3 separate regions of the Sus scrofa genome follow, and all the other regions are linked to region 3. The links are chromatin contacts, called in public Hi-C and targeted proximity ligation maps. All regions are on one chromosome and are shown on one strand. The core of a region is the stretch at or near the end of the contact, and the rest is flanking DNA. Distances in the headings are between cores, read along the strand shown. Region 1 has its middle 220 kb from the start of FAM84B. Region 2 has its middle 260 kb from the start of FAM84B. Region 3 has its middle 360 kb from the start of MYC.

The links. Hi-C and Micro-C count contacts between places; a contact is called where the count stands out from the background.
Region 1: a Hi-C map of embryonic fibroblasts shows a contact between it and region 3, with 2.9 times the contacts expected there. A contact is called at or near these places in 3 of 47 Hi-C or Micro-C datasets (adipocytes, embryonic fibroblasts and fibroblasts).
Region 2: a contact with region 3 is called in a targeted proximity ligation map of skeletal muscle, with 4 times the contacts expected there. A contact is called at or near these places in 1 of 47 Hi-C or Micro-C datasets (embryonic fibroblasts) and 1 of 2 datasets of targeted methods (skeletal muscle).

Annotation. Positions count from the first base shown.
Region 1 is chr4:13,222,633-13,225,480 of Sscrofa11.1, reverse strand. No RefSeq gene overlaps it. Among named protein-coding and RNA genes, the nearest start is that of FAM84B, 220 kb to the left of the region's middle.
Region 2 is chr4:13,182,111-13,184,810 of Sscrofa11.1, reverse strand. No RefSeq gene overlaps it. Among named protein-coding and RNA genes, the nearest start is that of FAM84B, 260 kb to the left of the region's middle.
Region 3 is chr4:12,098,660-12,101,461 of Sscrofa11.1, reverse strand. No RefSeq gene overlaps it. Among named protein-coding and RNA genes, the nearest start is that of MYC, 360 kb to the left of the region's middle.

The DNA of each region.
Region 1 (2,848 bases), core at 46-2,545, 1.1 Mb before region 3:
TGCTGATTTTCTGTCTGGTAGTTCTGTTACTTTCTATGAGTAAAGTGTTAAGAGTCCTCAACTACAGTTCTTCTTTCAGCTTTATGAGTTTTTGTTTTATATGTTTTGAGGGTTTGTTCTTTAGTGCATATATATTTAGGATTACTATTTTCCTGTAGATTGTTTTATCATCATGTGATGCCCCAACCATATATATTACTTTATTATATATACATGTATATCACACATATGTATATGCTCTATTATTCATGTGTATGAGTACAATTGAAAGATAATGGATTATATAGTAATGTTAGTATACAATCCATTGTCTTTTGGTATTACTCTGTTTTCTTTCTTTTTCTTTTTTTTTGTTATCTTTTTGTGATTTCTTGGGCTGCCCCCGTGGCATTTGGAGGTTCCCAGGCTAGGCGTCTAATCGGAGCTGTAGCTGCCGGCCTACACCAGAGCCACAGCTACGCAGGATCTGAGCCACGTCTGTGACCTACACCACAGCTCACGACAATGCTGGATCCTTAACCCACTGAGCAAGGCCAGGGATCGAACCTGCAACCTCATGCTTCCTAGTTGGCTTCGTTTCCTCTTTGCCACAACAGGAGCTCCCTGATCTCTTCTTTCTTATTGTTGCCCTCCGTCCTTTCTGGCTTCTTTATTCCTCATCCCTCCTCTCCTCAGTCTCAGTGTTCACAGTAGGCATAAACTTCACTGTAGCACATACGCCACTGTGTCGTAATCCCCTGTTTATGTGGCTCTCTCCACCTTGTTCCTGATGAGTTCCTCAAGGTCGGTGACTGCACCTTATTTATCTTTGTGAATGTGGTGTTGAAAAGCTCTGAGAGCTGATCAGTACGTTCTGATAGCATTTCGGTCTCATTACATGTAACCATAGAGGTGGTCATTGCTCCCGGTCAGCTATTCCTTTTGAGTACGAAATGTCCTAGTTTCAGAGGCAATTAAGCTTTCCTTTTGAATGATGCACTCTTTTAATTGGCTGATGGACAAAAATATGATCAGGGAATCCTAGTCAAGCATGTAGACCTCTGGATTCAGCAGGAAATGTGAGCATCGGGGCCCTCCACAGTCTCTGAACCTCTTTTTGATTTGCTTTTCGGAAGAGGCTCTATGGGGTGAAATCATGGCTGTGGTGCAAGCAGTCAGGATGAGAACTGCTGGCTCATTGGAATGGCTCCCCCCACCCACCCCGAATCCACAAGTGGCAAGACCAACAGCTGTGCTACACCGCTGCCTGCATCTTTCAAGACTTTACTGACTGCTTCCAGGGTTCCCTGGCCTATGAATCATCCCTCTCCTGTTACTCATCGCTTACGAGCCTCACAAGCGATACTGACATTGTTTGAATCCAGGCATCCTGAATCAGAAAGTGTCCCCAAACCCCAGACTCCCTACGCTGCTCCGTGGGGGCTAGAAATCTTCTCCTATCTTACTCCACAAAGGAAGTGATATTCTCCCAGGAGCACCAGTCCCGGCCACCCTGGCCGCTGATAACAAGCCTCCTGTCATCCACGGGCTAAGGCCCCTCCCACCTCCTTTCTTACTTTTTAGTAACAGCAGCAGCTGCCTCAAGTCATACAGTTTCTTCTTGTTACTCTTGATCTTTCTTTCTTCAAAAAAAAGGTTAACAGAGTCTTTACCTTCCTCAGACTGCTTTCCCAATGTGAGGCCAAGAGATTAAATTGTCCCCCCTGGGGGGGGGGGTGAGACTCGGACCCACCAGCTGTGGCTGCTGGCTTCCCCTGATTGTCAGTGACTTCATTGAAAACCTATGTGTGATCTTTCAACATGTCCACAAGTGGACGGAGGAAAAAAAACTCGCTGCTGGAAAAAAATTTCCTGATGTGTCACTAAGTGCATACACATGATGAAACGGGAGCTCAGGACAGTCATTTCAAATGACTCCCTGGCCTCTCTGTCTTCCTGTCTTCGGAGTTTAGCAGCCAGATTCCAGAGCTTTGCCACACAGAGAGTCGAGTCTTTGAGCTGGGCAAGCAGGGGGTTCTGGAGGGAAGCAGGAAGTGTGAGCAAGGCCTGGTCACCCACTCAAGGCCCATGTCAGTGCCTTGGGCAGTTCAGTCACAGAGTTCCTAGGAGTCAGAGAGCACTCTCAGCCTGTTCAGGCATCCTTTTAGCAAATAAACACTGGGATAGGTCCTACAGATGGAGTGGCTTCTCTCAGGGCACTTACAGTCTAGTGGGGGAGTGGGATATTGCCCAAGTAAATATGACTGAAATGTAGGAGGCTTGGCCGCAGTGGGAAATAAAAGGGGATGACTTACTTTGTCTGGGGTGGAGGAGAGCCACAAGCCTCTGAGCAGAAGCTGGCCCTGCAGTTAAATTTAGCACGTTCCCTCATTCACTCAGCATTATTGAGTTTTTACAAAGCCAGTCACTATGTTATGTGTTATGAATACAAATATAAATGAGACATGGCACCTACCCTCCCAGCCTTTCCATGGTGGAGAGATACGTAAATATTCAATTTATATATATATATATATATATATATATATATATAGTCTTTTTAGCACCGCACCCAGGGCATATGGAGGTTCCTAGCCTAGGGATCAGATCAGAGCTGCAGCTACCAGCTTATGCCACAGCCACAGCAATGTGGGATCCAAGCTGTGTCTGCGACCTACACCACAGCTCATGGCAACACTGGATCCTTAACCCACTGAGTGAGGCCAGTGATCAAACCTGCATCCTCATGGATGCTACAATTAAAATATATTTTATAGTCCTGTGGCAGAGATAAGCCAGGGGCTATGAGCACACAGAAGAAGAGGCAATTCCTTCAATCTTCTCAGACCTCCCAAGGTTATATTAACTG
Region 2 (2,700 bases), core at 96-2,595, 1.1 Mb before region 3:
AGTATGCAAAGAGCGTCGACAAGTTAAGAATTAGAACTGACAAATAATCTAATAGCAAAATGGATAAGGACGTGGTCTTAAGGCCTGTTTGGAGGTAAAGTACTGATTTTTATTCAGAGCTATAAGTAAGCAAAAGCATAATTTGCGCCCCTAGATGTAACGCTTGTGAAGTTTTGCAAGAATCAGCTTTTTTAAAATATAAACTGCACGATTTTGACTTTGAATTTGCCTGATCTATTTTAATGACCAAGTAATCAAGGATTTGTTGGCTGACCCTTCAAATTAATTTGACAACTGGTGTCAGTAATGCCCCCTCCCACACAGGGCTTTTGTGAGAATTAACTGTGATCATTCTTAGGAACCCAGGAGAAGGGGCTGGAAACCGTGGAACTTAATTATTTCCCTTCCCCTTTTCCTCTCCTTCTACCAGGCTACTTAAAAGCACAAGGCGTCTCAGATGCATTTTTGTATCCCAGTGTTTGTCACAGTGTAAGAAAGTAGGAGGGAAGAAGGGAAGAGGGAAGTGAGAAGAGGAAGGAAGGAGGAGAGGAAAAAGGGAGAGAGAGAGGGAGGAAGGGCTGGAGGAAGGAAGACACAACAGTCCATAGCAAATTTGGCGGTCCCCTGTCCTCGGTGCAGTTCCTCCTATGGCCACATGATGGCGGCATGAGCCTGGCAGCGCCCCTGCGCTCTCAAGTCTGCCACTTTTCAATGGAGCCTGGGCGTGTTTGTGTTTGTGCCTGCGAGTCAAAGTTACGCCCAGCCTCAGCAGTCTCAGCTGAGCTGTAATGCAGGTCGACACAAACATCTTCAAGGGGTTCACGGTCTTTCTTTCTAGAAAAATCCCAATAGGAATTTGATAGTAAAAAGGACCTTGTGGTCGTTTTAAAACGAGGAGGTTTTCCTCAATACACAGCATCTGCTCCGCTGGGTTTGCAATCTGTGTGCAGGTACTGCAGTTAATGAGACACCGGCTCGCTGCTCCCAGGGCCCGGCTGGAGCAGTCAGCTGGTAGAATGATGGGAACTGCAGTCAGCAGCTCTGCACCAACACGCCCGGGGATGGAAAATGTGATTTGTGACACAGCAGCTTGGGAATAATAATGAAAACATAATTGCTCCAGGCGGATTGCTCTGTCTTTCAATTGCAAAGCTGCTCCACTTCATATGAGAGAAACTGTAGTTCTTAGCTTTTGTTTCTCTAGGATAACCAGAGGCACACCCAGCAACCGTTCTTCTGCCCCCGGTTACTTAGATGTTTATTTGAACCCCAGTGAAAGGCTGTCCCCTAAACAGAAGGAATCTGCCTCAGCTCCAGGCTCTTTGTGGCAGCTGTCTATTCAAGCAGAACCACCCAAGTCATGGATGTGGCTTTCAAACATGTCCATCCCTTCCTCTGCTACCAGCACATGCTGTTGTACTGTTCCTTTCTTTCTTCCTTTCTTTCTCTTTCTTTCTTTCTTTTTCTTTCTTCCTTCCTTCCTTCCTCCTTTCCTTTCCTTTCCTTTCCTTTCCTTTCCTTTCCTTCCTTTTTTGCCTTTTGAAGAAAAAAAAAAGTCCTTGCATATGTACTTCCTTTTATAGTTTACACACATTTCTCGTTCTTCATCACAACCCAGGAAGGAGGCAGAGGTTATCAGCGTGATCTTGCAGACAAGGACACCAAGAATCAGAAAGATGCAGTGATGTGTCTGGAATCTCCATTCCCCAGCTCAGGGGTGAAGAAAGGAGGAGTCCAAGGTGTGTAGCCTGGGTTTGAGTCCCCTTCAGCCACTCTAAGTTACCTGACATCTCTGAGGTTCAAGGTCCTAGTCTGTGAAAGGAAGAAAAAGATGCCAGCTGCTTGGGAATGGGGGAGGACCAGATGAGATGGTGCCCCGAACACCTGCTGTGGTGGTGTTGGGGGGGGTGAGTGGAAGGCTGAGTGTGAGGCACCTTTTTACACTCTTTCCCACCCTCCCGGCCCCGTATTCTGTGCACTGTTCCATGCAGTTCCAACAGCCTGTGTGCCAGGGGAGGTGGAGCAGCTAATCCTCCTTCCCCAGGCTTCTCTGGCTCACTGTACAACTTTGCTTGGCTTCTAAGGATGAACTGTTCGAGAGGTTAAGGTTGGAGGGGCCACTCCTGACCCAAAGGGAGCTGGCACTGTTGGATAAACGTTTCCCCTTCTCATTCTCCCAGGTGAATGGTTCTGAGACATATTTCACTCCCAGTCAGTCACTCCCAGTCATGCCCGAACTGATGCTCACGTTTCTTCCTTCCTATTTTACTCACTGGTGCTTCACTCATGGTCTTGGGATTGCTTCCAAAATAAACTACCTTGGTACAGGCTCTACCTCAGGCTCTTCATTTGGGAACTAAGGCTGGCACAAAGTGGGAGAGAAGCCAGGTCCCTGACACTGGGGTCAGGAGTCCATTTACCTAGGCGCGCACACACACACACACACACACACACACACACACACACACCCTGCTCCATATCTAGAGCGAACAGATGGAACAAGGGGTAAATTTGATGAGCTCTAAAGGATTTCCGGAGCATCTCATAAGTTGGTGGTCCCCACAGGGCAGGAGTATGCTTGCTGGGTCCCTAAAGGACCTGAGTTCCTGTGCATTAACGGACATTAGTATCCAACCCCAGATGCCCCGGCTGTAGCAACCACCTCAGTCCTGGAATCAGCATCAGGTGGAGCCCCAAGCT
Region 3 (2,802 bases), core at 87-2,586:
CTCTTCACAGTCAGCATTCAATTTAAGTTAGGTAATTTTATTTTCTAGAACCTGCGTATCCCTGACTCTTACACACAGCAGGATGCACGCAACGCCATTCTTCTCTGTAGCTGATGGCACATGGCTTGTGAGGCCTTCCTTTTTTTTTTTTTTTTTTTTTTGTCTTTTTGCCTTTTCTAGGGCTGCTCCCGTGGCATGTGGAGGTTCCCAGGCTAGGGGTCTAATCGGAGCTACAGCTGCCGGCCTACCCAGAGCCACAACAATGAGGGATCCGAGCCGCGTCTGTGACCTACACCACAGCTCACGGCAACGCCAGACCCGTAACCTATTGAGCAAGGCCGGGGATCGAACCTGCAACCTCATGGTTTCTAGTCAGATTTGTTAACCACTGTGCCACGAAGGGAACTCCAGAGGCCTTCCTTTTTTCTGGATGGGTTTTAGAAGTGGACAGGAGGAGGATGTGGTCTGTACACAGTTACTCAGAAGGCTCTGCCAACTATGAGTTCTTTGCTGGCTGGAGCACTCGGCTCTGAAACATGCTGCAAGATCGAAATGGGCTTTTGGGGCTGAGTTATGCTCTCAGTTACACTCGTGTGACAAAGATTGCTATCTTGACTCTTCAAGCCAAGGAGGGAGGGGTCTATGTGGGCAGGGGGCAGAACGGGGAATTAGATGTCCTTAGACGTGGCTCTTAGAGTTCTTCAGAAATAAGAGGTTATAGCCGGGTTTTGCTGGGGGGTCAAGGTGGGCGGAATGAGCTCATAAGCCAAGTACAAACCCAGACAAGGAGGAAGTGAATTCACATTCTTGCTTTCTACTAAGGCAAGAAAAACAAAACAAAACAAAACCCACCGACCTGTTCCCAAGAGCTCATTTTCCATCTCTGCTGGGCTCATCAGAGTGCAGCGCGAGTCTGCACAGAGGCCTTGGTGGGAGAGGGCTGGTGAAAGCTCACCTTTGGAGCCCCTGCCTTTTTTATATGAAACATGCCCCGGACTCTCCTGAGGGCCCCGCTTATGGTGGATGCAGCCTGCTGGGCCACAGAGGGAAACTGCAGGGGGTGTCCAAGTTCACATGGCCCACATTCCAGGGGAATGTTTTTGACATTGAGCAATAGAAGGGCTCTGCCAGGTTTGGGTCTGTCCGATTGGAATGCAACCGAAAAGGAAAGTCCCGGAGTGATTCAGATTCTCACCTCCCCACAACCTCTTCTTGTTTTTTTTTAATTCCTTTTAATTCTCTGATGACGAACTCAGCCCAGCACGCCTACTGACCCCATAGCCCTTGTTGGTGCTGATAAAAGTGCAACTGCCTGGGAGATAGGAATGTAAATCAGAATATTTTGTTGAGTCATGTGTACTCTGCGGCTCTTTCCCAAACATTGCATCAGACCCGTAATTGGCAGCTCCCAGGACTCTGCTGGGTGACATTGAATGTCCAGGAAAAGCTCAGTCCGTTTCTCGACAAAATGTACTCTCACTCACTCCATCTGCCTGGTGGTAATATCCTGTTCTTAAGAAAGCCGAACCCCTGGACGGAGCAGAGGCACAAACCGGTTTTGTAGATAAGTTTGAAAAATAAGACAATTGGCCTTTCCCACCCACTCGGGTCTCTTAGCAACAAGACAGCTGATGGTATCCACCCGGGGGGAATAAAGGCACAGAACATGTGGGGGAGCCTGTCTGAATTCCTGCCCGCCGTCTGATTTATTGAAATCTTCCTGCATTCTTGGGTGTGGAGACCCAGGAGCCACGTCATAAGAGCTTTCCCCTGACCTTCTCATGACCCCCGCAAATGAGCAGATAGAGGAAAAATCTCAGCATGGAATGGACATTTTTCCTCTGTGAGAATCTGCTTTATCTGAGGGGGCCATTTCCTTTGATCTGGGGAGTCACCATTTGAAAACTTGAATGTGTTTCTAGAGGGAGGCAGGCTGGGATGGGACTCTGGAGAGAGCATCAGACTTGGGATGGGGGGGGATGTCTGATGTCCCCGGTGCTCTCTCCCTGTGGGACCCCAGGCAGGAAACCCCTGTGCTCTCCCCTCCACCCAGCACTGGCGTTCTCAACTGCAAAGTAAGGATGCTGCATTGGATGCCTTTCAGCACTGAATCGGCGATGAGTGTCTCTGTGTGTGTGAGTGTGTGCATTTATATCAACTTTCTATTCTAACATGTGAGAATTACTGAGTGGTAGAGCAAGGCCGTGAGGCCAGATCTGGCAAAGTCGGAAGCCTGTATCCATAACCACTGTGCTCTCCTCGGGCTGTGCCCACAGAGGAGCCACAGCATGGGTATCTTATGTTGTATCTGGGGATTTTTTTTTATCGATATCTATGAGTCCATGGGAGTTGAGTAGACCTGGGATGTTGCAGAGGATTTAGGCTTTAAGTCAGAGGGATCTGGGTTCATATTCTTGGTCTGCCTCTTAATATTCATATGGCCTTGGGATGCTCAACTATGACATGGGAATAACAAATCCTATGTGTTGGAGTTCCCGTCGTGGCTCAATGGTTAATGAATCCAACTAGGAACCATGAGGTTGCGGGTTTGACCCTTGGCCTCAATCAGTGGGTTAAGGATCTGGCATTGCCGTGAGCTGTGGTGTAGGTGGCAGACATGGATCAGATCCTGTGCTGCTGTGGCTGTGGCGTAGGCCGGTGGCAATAGCTCTGATTAGACCCCTAGCCTGAGAACCTCTATATGCCATGGGTGAGGCCCTAAAAAGACAAAAGACAAAAGACAAAAGACAAAAAAAAACCACCACCAACAACAACAACAACAAAAAAAGTCTTGTGTGTGAT